2 separate regions of the Mus musculus genome follow, and region 1 is linked to region 2. Evidence: chromatin contacts called from public promoter capture Hi-C data. All regions are on one chromosome and are shown on one strand. Each heading gives the region's core, a stretch centred on a gene start, on an enhancer-like site or on the middle of the called end of the contact. The rest is flanking DNA. Distances are from core to core; before and after follow the strand shown.

Evidence for each region. Promoter capture Hi-C pulls out the DNA fragments that hold promoters and counts their contacts.
Region 1: a contact with region 2 is called in a promoter capture Hi-C map of hippocampal neurons, with 2.4 times the contacts expected there. The contact joins the promoter of Scn3b here to the promoter of Olfr961 in region 2. A contact is called at or near these places in 3 of 39 promoter capture datasets (the C10 cell line, hippocampal neurons and liver) and 1 of 115 datasets of contacts at active chromatin or transcription factors (forebrain).

Annotation. Positions count from the first base shown.
Region 1 is chr9:40,265,802-40,270,742 of GRCm38.p6, reverse strand. Scn3b (sodium channel, voltage-gated, type III, beta) reads right to left here and starts at 1,527. Exons shown (of 7, transcript NM_001083917.1): 1 at 1,141-1,527; 2 at 696-775. The coding sequence starts at 750.
Region 2 is chr9:39,644,160-39,649,226 of GRCm38.p6, reverse strand. It overlaps Olfr961 (olfactory receptor 961), which reads right to left and starts at 2,499. Exons shown (of 1, transcript NM_146504.1): 1 at 1,555-2,499. The coding sequence starts at 2,499. The coding sequence ends at 1,555.

The DNA.
Region 1 (4,941 bases), core at 278-2,777, 620 kb before region 2:
ACAACCAAGAAAAAAACAAAAAACAAAAAAAACAAAGATCCAGAAACAAACCCAAGAACAACAAAACCAGCTTACCAAATATCAAAGCCCTTCAGTTCCTGCAAACTAAATGCATTTCTCATCTGTCTATCAGTGCACAGCAGCAAATGGCTGGAACTGCTATCCCATCCATTCTTAGTTAAAATTTAACAGATGGACAAGCTATAGTTTCTCTCTCTCAAAATTCATGCATCCAGGTTTTGTGCTTTTTTTTAAACCATAGAGAGAAATGAGTGTGCCCCCCCCCCCCACACACACATACACCAAATCATTGAGATTTTCAGGACTGACTGACTCTTCACTGAGCGATGCAAATGTAAAAAATGCAAGCAAGATTTTGAAATAATAAACGGATACATTCCTTTTCAGCAAAGGGGGAAGGGAGGAGAAAAAATAAAAATTAGGAAAGACGGGAATCAGAGAAGCATTAAAGATGGTTAGGAGGGAAAAAAAAATCAAGGCACAGGGAGCAGGGAGGTGCCTTTGCAAACCTCCAAACCCAGGTCTCTGGGAGCGCGTGTGGATCTCCATGTCTGGCAAAAATGCACAGAGAGAAACCAGAGCTCCTTTTTGTCACCATCGACATCACTTAAGTGTTGTTATTGTTAGCACGATGCGTGGTATTAGCACATTGCAAGGCAGGGTGCTGTACTTACCCCAGTAGATGAGCACTAGAGAAGCTAGGGGAAGCAATCTGTTGAAGGCAGGCATCTTTTCTCGTAAGTGGTTTCTGGAACTGAACAGAGAGGATCTCTGTCAAGGACTGAGCCCTCTGATTCTTTCGAGGAAACCTTCAGGGATTAACTGCCCCTAAGGGAGCGGACCTTCTGAGTGGGAGGAGGAAGAAAAAGGTCAAGTCCCCTTCCTAGGGGGTCTGCGGGATCTGGAGCCCAGTGTAGGTGTCAGCTGAAGCCACCTCGCTAAAGCGAGCCTCGGGGCTTGGCTCAGCACCACGGACAGTAGCCTTCCCGCCCACCCCACTCTTGGAATTCCAACCCTCTCCTCTGCTTGCGTTTGCAACCAAAGCAAAGTGGACTGGGAAGGGAGTCTCGCAGCCGGCGCGGGGATGCTGGCCTGTGGAAGGAGTCAGTGTTGATTCACCTCTCGCCTCCCCTAGGGACAGCGACTTCGATCCACCGAGACTCAGAATCTCGGGCTTCTACGGCGGGGCAGGCTTCTCCAGCTGGGCGTGTCCCCACTCCAGCCGTCGTCTGGGCTACAGAATGTGTTCCACTTCAGTCTTGTACACAGCAGCCCCGGGCTCCCATGAGGTCCACCAGGCGTGGAAAGAGGCGGGAGCTTCGGTGGGACTGGCGATCTCAGAGGTGGAGGCTGGGTAGAGGGGGGGACCCCCTTCCGCGGGGCGCGTCTCTGGATCCTGCGAAGCCCCGATGCTGGGCGATTGGGTGATCAAGCCGCCCCTCTCCAGGGCCACCCCCTAGCTGAATGTGTTGCTAGCCTTGACATGCGCAGGCAGCTCTCTGCCGCTTTGGTCGCTATGGACCCTCCCCCTTGGACACATATTCCCCACCCCTAAACCCACGTGCCCCTCCCAGGGCTGGCGCGTTGAGAAGAGGGGGAGGAGCGCAAACACCCTCCGACCGCGGTGGCTTCTTGTCTGGCTAGCTGGCTGTCACCTCGGTTTTCTACTGTCTGGGTTTCTCTCTGAGTTATGGACACACACATAGCTTCCACCTATTTACCCACCCCCTCCAGGCAACCCCACTCCTGCTGCCTCCCAAATACACTTGCCCACAGCTCTGGGGAATGGAGGGACACATCTCTTTGAAGCAATGATGTCATCTATAATAGTTACAGTACCAGCTAGCTCCTGGCTGGCTTCTCTTCGCCCTCTACTTTATCCCCCCCCCCCTTCTTGCCTCCCCAGCCTTTGAATTGCCTTGATTAATGGGTTCCCACACAAGGGACACAGCAAGGCAATTTCTGCTTGTAGCAAATAGGGTAGGGTGTGGCACACCTGTCCCTACCTCAGTGCTCAGTCTAGTTCCAAATGCGAGCTTCGGATAAGCTTTAGGGTAGGGATAAGGAAGGATGATTTCTCGTTTCCCAAGTTATCTGAGGTGCCCCACCTTCCCCAACCATTTGTAGGCAGATAGACGATGTGATGTTGAGACGGTTTCCAACTCTTAGACGCTCCGAGTCCTAGCAGCTGCTGAGCATCCCCGCCCTATTTCTGGAAGGGAAACCTGAACCTTTACACTCAGTTATAAACTCGAATTGACTTAACGGATTAGGCATGCCTGGAATCGAAGGGAAGGCTTAATGGTGAAAGACTGGTACAAAAGTCTGGCTCCTGCCCAGGCCCTTTTCTCCTGTTCTCTAGCCAAAAAGGGGTGGGGGTCGGGGGGGGGGGCATAACAGTGATATTCCTAAAGGGAATGCGGAGTAACAGCTGACGGTAAATGAACTATACACAGGAAATGCTCCCTGCTAAATGTCACATACACAGTCACAGAAGGTCCTCAGTCAGGTTTCTTCCCGGGCCGAGAGCCACGGGGTCGTAAAACGCCATCTTGTGTTGAGGATCAGCCTTTGAGGTTCTCAAAATCTGCAACATCTTTCACAACTCAGGAATCAGTGAGGCGCTTTCCTGACGAGTGTGCTGGAACTCTCTTGTGTGACAGCTGGCTCTTCACAGCTTAACCGCCCCCCGCCCCCCCCTTCTGACGCGTAAGGAAGTTCTTTGTACTCATTTGACTTCTATACCCATTCCTCCCCAAGCTGCATTAATCGTTCTTGATACATTTTCCTCAATAAAGAAGTCATTTCCTCCATGACCCATCGCAAGAACTTTTTGTTTGGAACTAAACTTCTCCAGTGTACAATAGTTTCTAGCCAACCCCAATCTCTGACTACCCTGGCTACTTTTTTCACTCATCAACATGATTCTCTGACATTATGAATAGGAGCTAGTCCTTTTTGTGTGGTCTGAGCAGAACAAATCTGATGGAATCAGAAGAAAATTGCTCAAGAGGAAAAATATATTCAAACACCGCATGTCCTTCACAATGGGCTTGCGTTCGGTTAAAATCGGAAGTTTGTTTGTTTGTTTGTTCAGTTTACCTGACTTGCTGCAGTCATTTTGTATGTGTGCATAGAATCTGGAAAGCTGTATCATGAAACTTTGAGCTTACTGTTGGGTATGATTCGTTCCAGGCAGCACACTCTGTCAATAGTTCTGTTCAATTTCAATTCAGTCATGAAATATAACTTTCTGCTTAAATTTGGCATAAAAAAAATCACTTAATCTATACACAGTTTTTAGCAAGCAAACAGATAAAAGCAAAACACAGAGCAGGACTACTGTCATGCTCTCGAGGCCTCACTCAAGCTTAAATGGATTTTTTTTCAGAAGTCATAGAGGCCAAACATGTTTTCCTACTAACGCATATACAGCATGATACATTAAAAAATTACAATCAAAGGCAGGTGAGAGTAATTAGATTTATATCACAGAACCAATACATCACGATTAAAGTATGATTATAATTTGTTTTGTGTATTTATGTGTGTGTGTGTTTGTCTGTGTGTCTGTGTGTCTGTGTGTGTGTGGGCAGAGGAGTGTGTTCCAGAATGTGTATGGAGGTCAGAAGACAATGTGTGTAGTTGACCATGTCAGTCCTGTATATAGAACTCAAGTCATTAAGCTTGGTGCAAGAACCCTTGCTCCAAAACCCATCACCTCACCAGCCCCGTTCTGAGGATTTATTAGCAGAATTTGAAATGTTCCCTTGGTAAGTTCTGAGGTTTTGGAAAGTGTATCTGCTTCAAGTTCTCACAAACCATTTCACCAGCTCCTTATATGTGCAGAGGATGGCCTTGTCGGGCATCAATGGGAGAAGAGGCCCTTCGTCCTTTGAAGGCTTGATGCCCCAGTGTAGGGTAATTCAAGGGCAGGGAAGTGAGAGTGGGTGTGTGGGTGGGAGCACACTGTCATAGAAGCAGGGGGAGGGGGGATGGGATAGGGGGTTTTGGGAGGGGGGAACTGGGAAAGAGGATAAGATTTGAAATGTAAATAAAGAAAACAGCCAATAAAAAAGAAAAACAAAAACAAAAAGAAAACCCAGAGCACTTGTTCTCGCTGTTCTGTTGTTCCCTCTGGCAGGAGCTTTCTGCCATACTTATAAGTACGTTAAGTTTCTTGAAGTCCATCTGGTCTGTGCCGGGATGTGTTTTTAAATTTGAATTTTATTTTATGTATATGGGTGTTTTGCTCGTGTGTACATATGTGCACGGTGTACATGCAGTGCCTGCGGAAGCCAGAAGTGGAGATCAGATCCCTTGGAACTAGAGTTATAGATTATTGTGAACCACAAAATGTGGGTGCTAGGAACTGAGCCTGGGGTCCTCTGGATAAATAACAAGTTCTCTTAACTGCTGAGCCATCTCTCTAGCCCTTGTTCCGTAAGCTTTTAAAGCACTTAACATGGTAAGTTATCCCTTCGTCTTTGTGATGGGTGCTGCTCTGTCTTGCTGATGTTAGCTTGACATTTCTCTGTCGTAAACATTCTGCTCTTGCTGATATGTAAGGCTATGGGTGATGATTGATCTTGACTGCCAGCCTGCTTGCATTGAGCACATAGGAGGTTACTAAGGGCCACTCTGGTTGTGTCTGTGAGGGCCTTCCCCAGGAAGGAGAAATCTACCCAGAATATGGAAGACACCATTACAAGGGGCTGGGGCTGGATGGACTGAAAGAAAAGGGAGAAAGCATAGTAGTGTTGATAATCTGTCTTTCTGCTTCCGACCAAAGCAGGCAGACAGGTGAGTTCTACACCACTTCATCTTCCTATCATGATATTGTGACACCTCTACAAAGCAAACCTTTTTTCTCCCTTAAGTTGCTCATGTCAGGCATTTTGTCATAGTAACTAAAACTGG
Region 2 (5,067 bases), core at 1,250-3,749:
AATAAAATAGAGAATGAACAGAAGAGGCAAGCTTATAAAGATGTCCCTTTGGCATTCTGTCCAGAAGGCAAGGGCAGAAAGGAAAGGGTGGGTGTTAGACAGGAATAACTGTGGTAGTCCCTGAGAACCAGAATGTTTGAAGCTATGGACTCCTGAGGAGAGGTAGTTACTCCACTTTCAGGATCTATGCTGAATATTGAAGGGGATATAAAACTGTGGGTTTTGATTCTTTAACATTAGTGTTTAATATTTCAAATAAATTGTGGCTGTCTGAGAGGACCTAAGGTGTCCTGGGTTACAGTAATGCCTGTTTAACTTCTGGTGTGAGTAACTAACTGTGTGCTAGAATATCTCATTTTAGAGATTCCTATTCAGCACATCACAGCACCCTGGTTACTGGAATGCACTGTCTTTGGAGTGCTTTGAATAGGTTCCAACAGAATTGCTCAGACTTAGTGGGCATGTTTTATATTTTCGAATATAAAAGTAGTTTTCAACCACCCATGTTTATAGACAGAAATGTGATTTAAAGAAAACACTAATTATTCTACTGTGGACTACTAATTTTCGTCTGCAACACAGCTCTATATTTCCTTCCTTATTTCTTGTCTTATTCTCCATAACTATTTGTTTCTTCACTCAAGATTGGAAAGACTGTACCAGTTAAGAAAAACCCTGAGTCAGGTAGATATAAAATAACCAAAAGAAAACTAAATCCAGAACAAGAAGAAAAACATATTCACTAAAAACTTAACTAGGTTTTATAAATAAAATGTATCTATTTAATTTTCCCAGCAATTTGGAGCATAGAAATAAAGAATGGGAAATGAGTTATACATGATACTCTGAAAAAGAAACCACATAATTTTTCCCATGGAAACTTACAGCTATCTGATTTACAGACATTATACCTATACCAAATTTCCTGTTTTTGAAATGAATAAATATATTTCAATTTAATTGGCCTTTTGGTAGATGTGAGACACCGTTATAAAACTTAAGTGGATAGTGAGCAACTAAGAAGAAATAATCAAGGTTTGTGCCTATCAAGGGATAAAATTAAAACACAAGAAACTTCTAAAATACAGAAGATGTGCGCAAGAAACACGTTTGGATTCTCACAAGACTGCATGTGAAAGGCTCAATTTAATTCAGTTTTCATTAGTTTGAATTCCTGAGATTTTGGTAGAAATCTGGAATGTACTTTCTCCATTTAGAATGGATATAAAATTCTAAGACAGTGAATGGAAGAGGGTAAGTGAGTTTGTGAGCCCCTTTAGAGTTAGATAACAAACACATATTGGGGAATAGTGGTGATGAGAGAGAACTCACACAGCATAAAAATTAACACATCTGTGCAGACATTTCATCACACGTTACATCATAAAACAGAGAAATATAAAATAAACATGTATCTTCAAATGGTGAAGGAAGTGGCAAATTGATATAATGTACATTTCAATTTAATATGCCCTGGAATTATAGATAACATGTGTCCTGTGAAGTAAGTCATAGACTCAAAGTAAACTGAATCAGACACTCTTCAGCAAACACTTAGCTGTTTTCATTTACTTCCAGGCTAAGACACCTCTTAAGAAATACATGCCTCAGGGCTGCTTTCACATCCTTGTTCCTCAGGCTGTAGATCAATGGGTTGATGGTGGGTGTCACAAGATTGTGCAAAATCTGAATAATCGCACTAAGCAATGGACTAGGGTTGGGCTGTAGGTAGATGACGATGACAGGTCCATAGACACACATGATGGCTGTGAGGTGGGCACTGCAGGTGGAGAACGCTCTCTGCCTGCCTTCTGTTGAGCGGATTTTTGAGATGGAGATCCCAATTCGAGTGTAGGATACAATAATGAGAAAGAAACAAATGAGAGATAAAAGACCAACATTTGTGAAACCTACCCTCTGTGCTAGAGAGGAATCTTCACAGGCTAGCAGTAACACTGCAGGCATGTCACAGAAGTAATAACTCACCTCACTGGGGCCACAGTAGGGCAACTGGAAAGTGAGGGAAGTTAGGATGGTGGCATGCACACAGCCACTCATCCAGGTCCCTGTGGCCAAGACACAGCATACTCTGTGGTTCATGATGATTGTGTATCTCAAAGGGAAGCATATGGCAACAAAGCGGTCATAGGCCATCACTGTGTACAAGAAACACAATGTGCAACCCAGACAATGATAGAAGAAGTGTTGTACAACACATCCCTGAAAAGAGATCCCTCCACCCCATCCTGAGAGATATGACAACATCTTTGGAGCTGTAGTGGAACAGAAACCTAAGTCAAAGATGGAGAGGTTTCCCAAGAAAAAGTACATGGGTGTGTGTAGTCTTGGGGAGGTAGTGATTGCAGTAAGAATGAGAAAGTTTCCCAGCAGGGCACAGGCATACATTGTTGAAAACAGAAAAAGCAGGGCATTTTCCAGGCCCTCTGTCTCAGGGATGCCCAGCAAGGTGAATTCTGTCACCATAGTGTGGTTTGTCATGTTTATGGATGAATCAGCTCCTGGGAGTCTGTGGAAAGAAATTCTTGGTGAAATTTATTGTGTATGTAGATTAGAGTTTAGATCACAGGGGTGGAGAAAAAAGATGCTTATATGTACAGATAGCTGTTGTAAATATTATTGCTTTTCCTGATGATTGAATGTCTTTCTGTAGTTAGGTTTCTAATTGTAGACAATACTCCTTAAAATTTTTACCCAGGAGACAATTTCCAAGCCAATTGCAGATGGTTTCCTTCACAGTCTCACCCAGAAAATAACTCCCAAGGCTAGTTATTTTCCTCTCTTCCCTTCTTTAGAAAAATGTTCAATTCCATCATTCCAGATGCTCCATTGAGGTTCTAGAATGAATAAAAAGACTCTAGAAATGAGTAGTGAGTAACAGGGGTGCATGGGGTAGGATAAGGATAAGGGAGAGTTGGGTTTAAACATAACCAGTATACATCATACACAGATGTGAAGTTGTCTAAGAACAGATTCAATTAATGAATGATTATTTTCCAGGCAAGTTAGCAACCAGCATCTAGTATTGAGGCTAATAAGAATCAGAAACTACAGTAATTAGAAGCAATTTACAACAGCAAAGAATATACTTGTAATTTTAAGCTCTAAATGTGGACCTCATTAAAACTGGAAGTTGAATGAATACCCTAAATCTTTGTTACTCAGCAGCATGAACATGTGGACTCTCCTCTTTGGACAAAGGAGGATTTGTGATTGTACATGGGATTATCCTGTGGCTTGTATAAAGGAAAATTGAGAATAGCATAGTGACTGAAGGCTCTGTAAGCACTTTTTTATTATAGCACTATTTGCATGCTGTAATCGTCTTTTTCTGAAATAGACTATACATCTCACATATATACAAATGAACAGTACACACACAGGGCGAGAGAAAGGAGAGAAAGAAGGGAGGGAGAGGGAGAGAGAGAGAGGGATAGGTCCAAACATCACTATTTATATTGTGTTAAATTTTTAAAGGAAATTTGTCACATATGTTCTGGGAGGTAAATGAAGGATGTATACAAGTTCAAAAAGGCAACCTCAAAAGTACTGTATTAAACAACTATATGTAAGGAACAGGAGTATACACATCAGACCATCAGACATTAAACAATAAAATTAAATGTACTCAAAATCTATGAAGTGTAACTGCCCATAACAAAGAAAGACTGTATTGAATTTCTTAGGTTCCTATGTGAATATAAGAATGTGACATTAAGATGTCTATTCTTGGTTATGATCATTTCTAGTTTTTATCTTTTGAAAAATCCTTATACATTTTTATTTATTTCAGTTTCAATACAACACAATCCTTAAGTTATCTCTTAAAGTTTACTGCCTAAATCTTTACCCACCCACCTCCTTCTGTATTATTCCTTTAGACACTGAGAGACTGAATACTCAGATAAAGATTAAGGACACATCTGCATACTTACTGAGACAACAGAAGGCCCAAGATGATGGCACTATTGAGTGTTGTCTTTCTTTCTTCCTCCAGCAGATTTGAGGAGACTCACTTCCTTTAATCTGTAAGTAGGAACTGAGAGTTCTTCCTCCTTTGTATCAATTTTCAGTGGAATGGCATGTGTCTAAGTGTCCTTCAACTCCCTGGCAGCAATTCCCTGTTTGGTTCCAGGACCTGCAATAAGTTGCAACAAAGATTTTAAATAATTGAGATCTTCCTTTGGGTATTAATCTCAAGGGGAAGGAGTATTATTGAGAAAGCATCTCATTAACTTCTTGGTTTAATTGTGTTGTGGTAGGGGAGGTTGTTTCAGTATCTTTAGTGAACACTTCTATGGATTATGCTATTCAAAAATGTTCACTTGAAACCTCAAGCATACCTCTTGGATACTTAACCTGTTATTAAAGATTATAAAATCTGATAATTCTGAAATCCTATTTATTACATGCAGACTTATATGTTTAGGTGGGGTTCTCTGAAGACAGGAGAAGTGCTGTCTCAGACGATGTTCTTTTGGCTGGGATCAGTAGAGTCAATCAGAAGATGCAGTGGGGAAAGTCAAAGCAGTTTCCCAGCAGGCACATTGTCACAGATGCTGTGCATGAGGCAAAGGTGCTCAACATGCCCAGAGAATTTAATAGGGGCCTGAAAGTCAAAGCCTGTATTTTCAGTTTCTGAGGAGCCTTAGAGAATATGATCACACATTTAGTCATATGGAATGGTATCACAAATCTGCCACAGTGATAGATGTTATTCAAGTTTAACCTGGGACACTTGGTATGGTCCCAAATTTGTGCTCAATCATAATTTGAAGGGTATTCTTTCAATTTTCCCTTGTTATAGCAAAATTCCAGGGAGCAGGTTTGTTGCAAAAGTAAAGTATTTATTTAGCTCACAAAGCTGGAGATCAGGGTAAGGGCAAAATTAAAAAAAAAAAAAAACTACAGATGAAAATAATTCCATGAAATTTGTGTGTAACAATAAACACACCGACTACTTGTTCCTATTAATCTGTTCTTTAAAAAAGGAAATAATTTTCATTTTCAGTTTTGTTAGGGTAGAACAATAAGGATTTGTGGGGGAAA